Regions from separate parts of the Mus musculus genome. Here all the other regions are linked to region 1. The links are chromatin contacts, called in public promoter capture Hi-C maps. All regions are on one chromosome and are shown on one strand. The core of a region is the stretch at or near the end of the contact, and the rest is flanking DNA. Distances in the headings are between cores, read along the strand shown.

Region 1 (2,669 bases), core at 122-2,621:
GAGGAGGAAGAGGAGGAGGAGGAGGAACCGGGCAGCCTGGAGAGGATGAAGAGAAGCAGAGAAAAAAAGAACAAACAAACAAACAAACAAAAACAAAAACCCAAATGAGAAACCCAATGGCAAGTGCAGTATGGAAATATGTGGACAGATGAGCAGAGAGGTTCAGCAAGGAAGAAGGGGGGGAAGGAGAGAGGCTGCTTGGTGCAGTGTGGGCAGAGGTCATGGTGGGAGGGCCTTTCAGAGGACACGGCAGGGAGGCAGGAACCTCTGAGGGGGGGGTCCCCGCTCTGGGTTCTGGATGGAGGCTGGGACTGAGGCCATGAGGAGGCTGGTACAGGGGCTCTGGTGCTTTCTCTGGGGCTAATGGGACAAGCCCTGGTCCCTCTCTGGGGAAACTGAAGTGATCTGGGGGAGGGAGAGCAGCAGAGATGTGGGCAGAATGGCCAGAGGAGAGGCCTCAATGCCCAACGTTGTACAAGCTTGTCTGCTGCATTCCACCTTGGCCTCCTTGGAGGCCGCTTGACTCTCAACCTGTGTCCCAAGCACGACTCGGCTGGGCCTGGGCCACTCACCTGCAGCTGTGCTCTCATTGCCCACAGGGGTGCTGGAACAGCTACGGTCCATGGTGGAAGACTCTGAGGACGCCGCTCCAGGGCTACAGCCTGTATAGTCCATGCCCTCGTCTGTCTCGGCATCCATTAGGCTCGGGGGACCCTGGAAGAAAGGAGAGGGGCCCTAAGGTAGTAGCCCACGGCTTCCTTGGGCATTATGGGTAACATGGGGCCCTGCACCTAAGAGGAAGGACCGTTGAGCCACGTGGGGGGCTCTCACCTGGGATGGGGGCACTCGGTCAAAGTTCTTCCCCAGCATCCTCCGCATGTGCTTCCGGGCATGCGAGGTCATCTGGTGCTTGAGGAGAAAGGAGAACTGACAACCTTCCCGGATGCAGTGGAAGTGGCTGTTCACCTGGTTGTACTTGCAGCCTGTGGGTGTGAACACAGCAGCCATGAGCTTCCCCAGATAGTGTGCTGGGCACAGAGGTGACGTGCCACATAGGCAGGTGGCATCCGGGGGAATACCTCTAACTAGCTCATTCCAGGAAGCCAAGTCTGCCTGGCTGGCTAATCCCTGGCCTCCCCTTTGGCTTGTTCTATACACTCCTCCCTGAGAAGTCACAGATCCGTGGCCAAGGGACCTTCAAGAAAGGACCTCTCTCAGCCAGCCACCTTGTTCAGATTGCTGGTCAGCCGGCCTCCAGCCTGCCTCCGCCCTCCTAGGCTGAGAACAAACAGAGCAGGCAGGACCTAAACAGGCAACAGCTCAGGGCAGGCAGGGCAGGCGAGGGCCTGCCCGTTGCCATGGTACCGGGCTGGCCAGGTGTCTTATGTCACCTCCCAGCTTTGTTTGGCCCCAGCTACTACCAAAGCCACCAAACTGTTGAGTAAAGAACAAGTCCCCTGACAGCTGAAAGCCAAGCCCAGCACAGCAGAGGCCACCAGGTGTGGGCACCTGCTGCTGTGGTTACCGGCCCTCCTCGAGCCAGGGATCCTCTCTTAAACTAACACTTAAAGGAAAGGGTTGTTTTCTTTCTCTTCTGGCAGTTCTGGACTGTCTCAGCCGTCTACGGAGGGCCCAGACTGGAGGTGACAGCAACCTCCAGGAACTCCAAAGGCCCCTACCACCGTGAGCACATGACCAGGAGAGGCCTGCCCGGTAGACACCACATCTATCCACCCGCCCTTCCCTATCTTCCAGCTTCCGGTCCATTCCTAGGAAAATTCTGCCCCACATCTGCAGGTCTATAGAAGCTTGCCCTGCGCCTAAATTTGCCTCTGCCTGTGGGCCTGAGGCTCTTCTCTATAGGGCCAGAGCAGGAAGGTATCCGAGAGGCATCGAAAGACACCCGCTGCCAAGCTCAGAAGCACCCGGAGCCTCCGTCTCTGGCACCTCACGTACCTCAGTTTTTGTAAGCATGTGCTAAAGGCTTTACAAAGTAAATAAATAACTGAAATGGCAAACAGCTCGTTGTGGACAAAACCCTCAAAACTAAAGGGCTCACAGGACGTCCGAGTCTTATCTGTCCACTCGGGGAAGCAAGAGAAGCAGAGCCGAGGATGCAGGGTATGGCCCCAGGGTGTTGCCTTGGGGTGGGGATGATTCTTGGGGCCGCCCTCGCTGTCCCTCTGGGACGTATGGGCTCTGATGTTTTACAACTTGTCAGACAACACTTGGCAGATGACGTCTGTGATATCGTTCACGGGTCATGGGGCTGGGATGGTGGCAGCAGTACCTGGAAAGGTGGCCCGGGCCTACTGGAAGTCCCTGCCCACCCTTGGCCTCAGTACCTAGTCTTCCGCACTCCTCGCGCTTGGTGAAGTATTTGAACCCGTTGGCTGCCCGTCGTTCAGCCTTCTCATGCTTCTTTATATGCCATGGAAGTTTGGTGGTGATGTTGGTGACAAAGTAGCAGCCCGTCCGGAGGCAGTGGTAGTGTCCACGCATCCGGAACTCACAGTGCTGCGGAGGGAGGCAAGGCATACGTATGTGCGTCAGGCCAGGCAGGAACATCTGTGAGCTCCTGCTTGTCTCTGGGCCATGGAAGTTTCTCTGCACTTGTGTTCTTCCATGCTCCCAGTTAGAAAACACAATTGCGTGAAGCAGTAGGACTG
Region 2 (2,669 bases), core at 91-2,590, 120 kb before region 1:
AGATGCCGACCTCTTCCTCCTGTCCTTCCTATCTTAGTCTGAGAGGCTTCAGTTGCTCCCTCTCACGGGTGGGTGGGGAGCTGGCTGTTCTCAGTGTGGAGGTATTCTTTTACAAATAATTATTAGCTGAATGGAAACTCTTAGGGGTACTAATTAGAGCCGGCAGAGACAGCACTCACCTTTGTTTATGCTTAGGCTTCCTGGCTTTTCGGTGGCTCTCCTTTGTGTTCCGGTGGCTCCTGGAAGCAGGACACTGCCCTGCAGATCACTGAACCCTGCTTTTATTTTGGAGGTGGAGGATCCAAGGCTGGAGTGCTTGTATGCCTTTTTTTCTGAGCACACTGATTGAGGGAGGCCTGTTTTTAAGTCCCCACGATGTCATTCTTTTGGAAGGAAGCCTGGTGGCTCCCTTGCTCCTGGAGGTGTAGGCTGAGTTTCTCAGCTGACCCAGCAGTGCTGATGAAGATGGAATCCACACCTCTTACTGGGACAGAGGGAACATTCCAAAATGCTTTTCTTTGCTTAAAATTGATCATTATCTAGCTTGAAAAATTGTTCCTGTATAAACATCTTTTAGTGTGGCCTACAGGGTGGGTGTTCCTGGGGCAAACTTGGAACCCCCGTGGTCCTCTGAAGAGCATTGCCCATGCTGTTCTTAGGATAGCCATGTGCCCCACATTTCCAGAGTAATTTCCATTTAAAATGTTTGAGCCCATTGTCAAACTGCACAGACTGATTGGGCTTGAAAAATATGTCCCCTAGTTAATCCTGGGTGCGTGGTGCAGAGCTGCTGGAAGATAAAGTGGTGCTTGGGAGAAGGACGTGTCTGCCGCCCTTCCCTCTTCCCTCCCAGCTCTCCTTTCTTTTATGGTTTGTAGTTATAACCAAGATTTATGCTTGTTGCTCCACAAATCTTCTCTCTGCCATTACGAGTTTGTCCGAGCAGTCTCGAGATGGGCTGACACTGAGTGATTCTGAGGTAAATCTATCTGGGGGCACCTTTGACAGTTGGAGCAGAGAGGCGCTAACACATGGCCCCCAGTGGAGCGTGTGTGAGGTGAATTGCCTTCTTCTCACCTCAGTTCACACTTCTTCTCAGGGAAGAAGACCCTTGCACTGCCACCTTTGTGACTCGTTGCCTGGAAGCCACCGGGGCTGCAGCTCCTGCTCGCAGTCTCAGGGTAAGCTCAGGTGGCTGATGTCCCTTTCACCAAGGGATCTTTCAGGAGGCCTCTCGCTCCCTGAGGTCAGCCCTGACTCAGCTAGACACACACCGAGAGCATCTCTGGCTTAGGGCCTCTTTTTCTAGCCTTGTGGTAGCCGTGAGCTTAGTTGCCGACAGAATCCAGCTTGCAAGTTACGTGTGTGTATAAATGGTTTCATTTTCTGTCACACTTCACTGGAGATGGCTGTGGAGAGGGGGAATAAACATTCACACAACAGTGCTTCCCTCTTCCGTAGTCTCCTTTTGTTCCAGCTTCTCTGTTTATGTTCTTTTTTTTTTAGATAGGGTCTCACTAGTCCAGGCTGGCCTTGAACTGGCCTTGGACTTGGGATCCTCTTGCCTCAGTTTCCCATCATGCCTGGCTTTTGCATGTACATTAAAAAAATTATTGTTTCACATTTATTTATTTATTTATTTAGGCTTCGCTGGCATACTTGTGGAATTCAAACTCAGGTCTTTCATGCTGGGCTAGTACCTTTTCACTGGCTCTGTGCGGACTTCAGAGAGCTGTTCCAGATCTCTTGTGAAATAGAGTAGGGTACCCCTTAACATGTTTTTCTTTATAAGTGTCAAGAGCTTTTTTGACAGCCTGTAACTCAGTGGCTCTCCACCCATGAGTCATGACCCCTTTGGGGGTCAAATGACCCTTTTACAGGGGTTGCCCAAGACCATCAGAAAACACAGATATCTACAGTATATTTCATAACAGTAGCAAAAACACAGTTATGAAGTAGCACTGAAAATAATTTTATGGGTGGGGGTCACCACAACATGAGAGACTGTATTAAAGGGTGGCAGCGTTAGGAAGGTTGAGAGCTGCTGCTTGCTGTAACTGACCAGTTTGCCTTTCAGGCCTCTAGAACGTCCCCACCTGGCCAGGATTCCCATGAGGCGGCCTGGACAGCCGCTCCCACATTGTTCCCGACGTGCACTGTGCATCAGTTGGCCAGATCCTACCCCGCTGCCAAGTGTGCTTGTTATTGAGCAGTGCTGTGTCATTGAGTATGATATAAACAGGTGAGGCAAATGTGGGAGGAGGAGTCTGCAAGAGTGATCTGTTCTGTGAAGATCAGTGTAAAAAGAATCTTCTTTTTTTAAAATATATTTTTATTTATTTATTATTATACATAAGTACTCTGTAGCTGTCTTCAGATACACCAGAAGAGGGCGTCAGATCTCATTACGGGTGGTTGCTGGGATTTGAACTCAGGACCCGCGGAAGAACAGTTGGTGCTCTTAGCTGCTGAGCCATCTCACCAGCCCCAAAAAGAAACTTCTAACAAGAACTGAGTGCCATGTGTAGTGATCGTGAACTGAGAAGGCTGCTCTCACTCTGCATGAGACACACATGAGTGAGCGAGGGACCCAGAGGGTGCACACAGCCAGTGGCTTTGTGCTGTCTGTAGGCTCTGGATTTGCTTTAGAAAGGTGGAGGGTGTGTTGT
Region 3 (2,669 bases), core at 75-2,574, 130 kb after region 1:
CAGGAAATCCAATGCCTTCTTCTGATCTCTGTAGACACTGGGATATATACAATTCATATACATACATTCAGGCAAACAAGCCGGGTGTGGTGGCGCACGCCTTTAATCCCAGCACTCGGGAGGCAGAGGCAGGTGGATTTCTGAGTTTGAGGCCAGCCTGGTCTACAGAGTGAGTTCCAGGACAGCCAGGACTATACAGAGAAACCCTGTCTCGGAAAACCAAAACAAACAAACAAAAAAACAAAAAAACATTCAGGCAAACACTCATATACATAAAATAAAAATAAATAAAATTTCAATAATAAAATAAGGCCACATTGGGCTTGATGCTGATCTACATGCTGTTCGAGATTCCAAATGATACAGTAGCAGAGACCCCAGGAAGAGTTGCATGAGCGTGTGTGTGTGTGTGTGTGTGTGTGTGTGTGTGTGTGTGTGTGTAGTACGTGTATATGCAGGCACACATTCAATAGTGTTTGTGGAGGCCAGAGGTCAATGTTCCACATCTTTCTTTATCTATATATCTGCCCTATTTGTGGGACCAGATCTCTCACTGAACCCAGAGCTATTGCCTAGCTCCAGAGCCCCCAGGATCCTTCCGTCTCTGCCTCCCCGGTGCTGGGGTTACAAGTACGCACTGCCCTGCTCACCTTTTTTTAAAATCTAGGTTTTAGAGATTTGAATCCAGATTCTTGTACTTTCAAACCAAGTGCTTCACCAATGGAGACATCTTCCTGGCTCTCAGGAAAACAAAACGCAGCTGGTAGTGAGGAGCCAGGCTACTGACTGTTAGGCACCATCGGTCAGAGCATCAGCCACCACTGGGTCATCCTCGCTCCCCCAGCTGTCCAGCTGCCTGCTGTCTTTCTATCTGGGCCCCTGTGGGGGGCTCTGTCTTTCTATCAGTTCCCTGCTCCACAAACACAAGACTGAGGTAGTGGGACTGAACAGGGGCAGTCCCATGCGTGGATGCCATGCAGGGAGCCGTATTCAGTTCCAACAAGCCTTCTACATTTTTTTCCTTATTTTTTTCCCTCCCCACTATGAAACAAAGAAAGTTTGTTGTGGAGGTGTAGACCTTTCTTGGGCCTTGTCCGAGTTTCTACCTTGTTTTTCTTTTTCCTTCTCCCTCACCTCCACCCTGCCTTCCCTGCCTCCCCACCTTGAATAAATAAAGCACCCAGTGCTGGCACCAGCTGGTAAGGAAAGAACAAACTATCTCATAATTTTCTAATTTTTTTTTCACACACTGGCCCAGGGTTTTGGGCAAAGGACAAAAGCTATTGTTGAAGAGAGCACAACACGGAGTTCTGAGTCACCGATCCGCCTCGGTTCCCGAGAGCTCATAGGTCTGCTTTGCTGGCAGAGCCGGTGAGCTCAGAGCCCTGCGGGGGCCGTGGGTGCAGGCGCCCTCTTGGGGCGCGGCCCCGCCCCCCACCCTTGCCAGGGCTCCCCGCTGGGCTGGCACTTCAGCTTTGTTGGCTGTTAATCATAGGGGGAATTTAAATAAAATGTTATGAAATAAAAAAACAAATCAGCCTGAGTCCTCTGTGCCCCCCCCCTTTTAATGCTGTCATTTCGGGGACATCTTTCAAGCTTTTTCATAGAGTTTCTCTGGTGGCCGTCAGAACACTGGACATTCAGAGGGAGGGGCATTTTCTCCAATACATATAATAAATATTTTTCTATGTTTCAAAATCATCCTCGAGATAGCTATTTGCATAGGCGAGGCAGGATTTATTCCCTGCGTTATCACGGGAGGACGCTATGACGGCACAGGGGAATATCTTTAAATCAGATCATGTATCCACAAGAGCTAAACCCAGGCTGGGGGCTTTGCCTGAGCGACCCAGATCACCTTGTCTGTGGGTGCCTGGCCTTGGGAAGCGTACCTGGAAGATGGTCCGGAGCCCCACCCAAACCTTGCCAGGCCCCGAACTCTCCTGCCCTTGCACCCAGAGAGACACAGGTCCTGCGGCTGGCCCTCATCCTTCAGCCGACCTTCACCCCCGAAGCTGCACTTCCTCTCTCTATAAAGCACCCTGGCAGCAAAAGGCCCACGACAACACGCGTTCTCCGCTTTTATATCTGAATATCTCAAAGCACTTAGCTAAGACCTTCATTTTCTCATTACCCCAAGGCGAGAAGGTCATTCGGGAAAATGGTACAAATATGCCCATTTGTCAAAAGCAAGAGGGAAGGGAGTTAAAAGGGATATTCTACCAGTGAAGCGAGCAGGCAAAACCAACCCCAGAGAGCACGCAGGGCCCGCTTGCCCGCCCAGTGGCCCGGCTTGCTTCTCTAGCCTCTAGTTCAAGAGTCTTGTGACTGACTGGTAGGATGGCTGAGCATCACACGCAGGTTTACAGAGAGTCAACCACCCAGCTCTGGCCGCAGCTCATTCTGACCTCATCCAGGGTCTCCACTTAGACCATAGATCACGATTATTTAAAATACACATTCTATACATAGACACAGTGACCAAAGGAAAAAATCCTGGATGGAAAGACACCAGGTATGATGGCGTGAAAGAGTATGTCATAATAATTAAGTTCAGGGTCAATGTCCTTCCTTGTACCTCTTTTAACAGTTTCTGTTCAGATGGGGCTCTGTATTTCCCCGTGCTGGAAGGGAAGCGTGCACTTCGAGGGCAGACCAACCTACACTCG

What was found. Capture Hi-C pulls out chosen DNA fragments and counts their contacts.
Region 2: a contact with region 1 is called in a promoter capture Hi-C map of pancreatic islet. The contact joins two enhancer-like sites. A contact is called at or near these places in 14 of 39 promoter capture datasets (the 3T3-L1 cell line, 3T3-L1-derived adipocytes, the C10 cell line and 8 more), 15 of 484 Hi-C or Micro-C datasets (CD8 T cells, the G1E-ER4 cell line, the HPC-7 cell line and 9 more), 10 of 115 datasets of contacts at active chromatin or transcription factors (the HPC-7 cell line, T-cell acute lymphoblastic leukemia, bone marrow-derived macrophages and 5 more) and 4 of 9 other capture datasets (adipose tissue, embryonic stem cells, liver and 1 more).
Region 3: a contact with region 1 is called in a promoter capture Hi-C map of pancreatic islet. The contact joins two enhancer-like sites. A contact is called at or near these places in 2 of 39 promoter capture datasets (cranial neural crest and embryonic stem cells), 2 of 484 Hi-C or Micro-C datasets (the N1E-115 cell line and nephron progenitors), 2 of 115 datasets of contacts at active chromatin or transcription factors (embryonic hindbrain and neural tube) and 3 of 9 other capture datasets (adipose tissue, liver and pancreatic islet).

What each region holds. Positions count from the first base shown.
Region 1 is chr4:148,946,838-148,949,506 of GRCm38.p6, reverse strand. It overlaps Casz1 (castor zinc finger 1), which reads right to left. Exons shown (of 21, transcript NM_001159344.1): 18 at 2,346-2,517; 19 at 832-983; 20 at 573-714. Gm13205 (predicted gene 13205) reads left to right here. Exons shown (of 3, transcript NR_154553.1): 2 at 600-740; 3 at 1,602-2,018. Among named protein-coding and RNA genes, the nearest start is that of Gm13205, 4.2 kb to the left of the region's middle. Within about 2 kb of position 1,371, at least 33 of the 459 cell types and tissues checked have an H3K27ac peak or open chromatin away from gene starts, as enhancers often do. A contact at or near this core is called in pancreatic islet, where this site is marked.
Region 2 is chr4:149,067,907-149,070,575 of GRCm38.p6, reverse strand. All of the region lies in intron 2 of Pex14 (peroxisomal biogenesis factor 14), which reads left to right. Among named protein-coding and RNA genes, the nearest start is that of Gm46722, 29 kb to the left of the region's middle. Within about 2 kb of position 1,340, at least 10 of the 459 cell types and tissues checked have an H3K27ac peak or open chromatin away from gene starts, as enhancers often do. A contact at or near this core is called in pancreatic islet, where this site is marked.
Region 3 is chr4:148,819,031-148,821,699 of GRCm38.p6, reverse strand. All of the region lies in intron 1 of Casz1 (castor zinc finger 1), which reads right to left. Among named protein-coding and RNA genes, the nearest start is that of Casz1, 16 kb to the right of the region's middle. Within about 2 kb of position 1,324, at least 32 of the 459 cell types and tissues checked have an H3K27ac peak or open chromatin away from gene starts, as enhancers often do. A contact at or near this core is called in pancreatic islet, where this site is marked.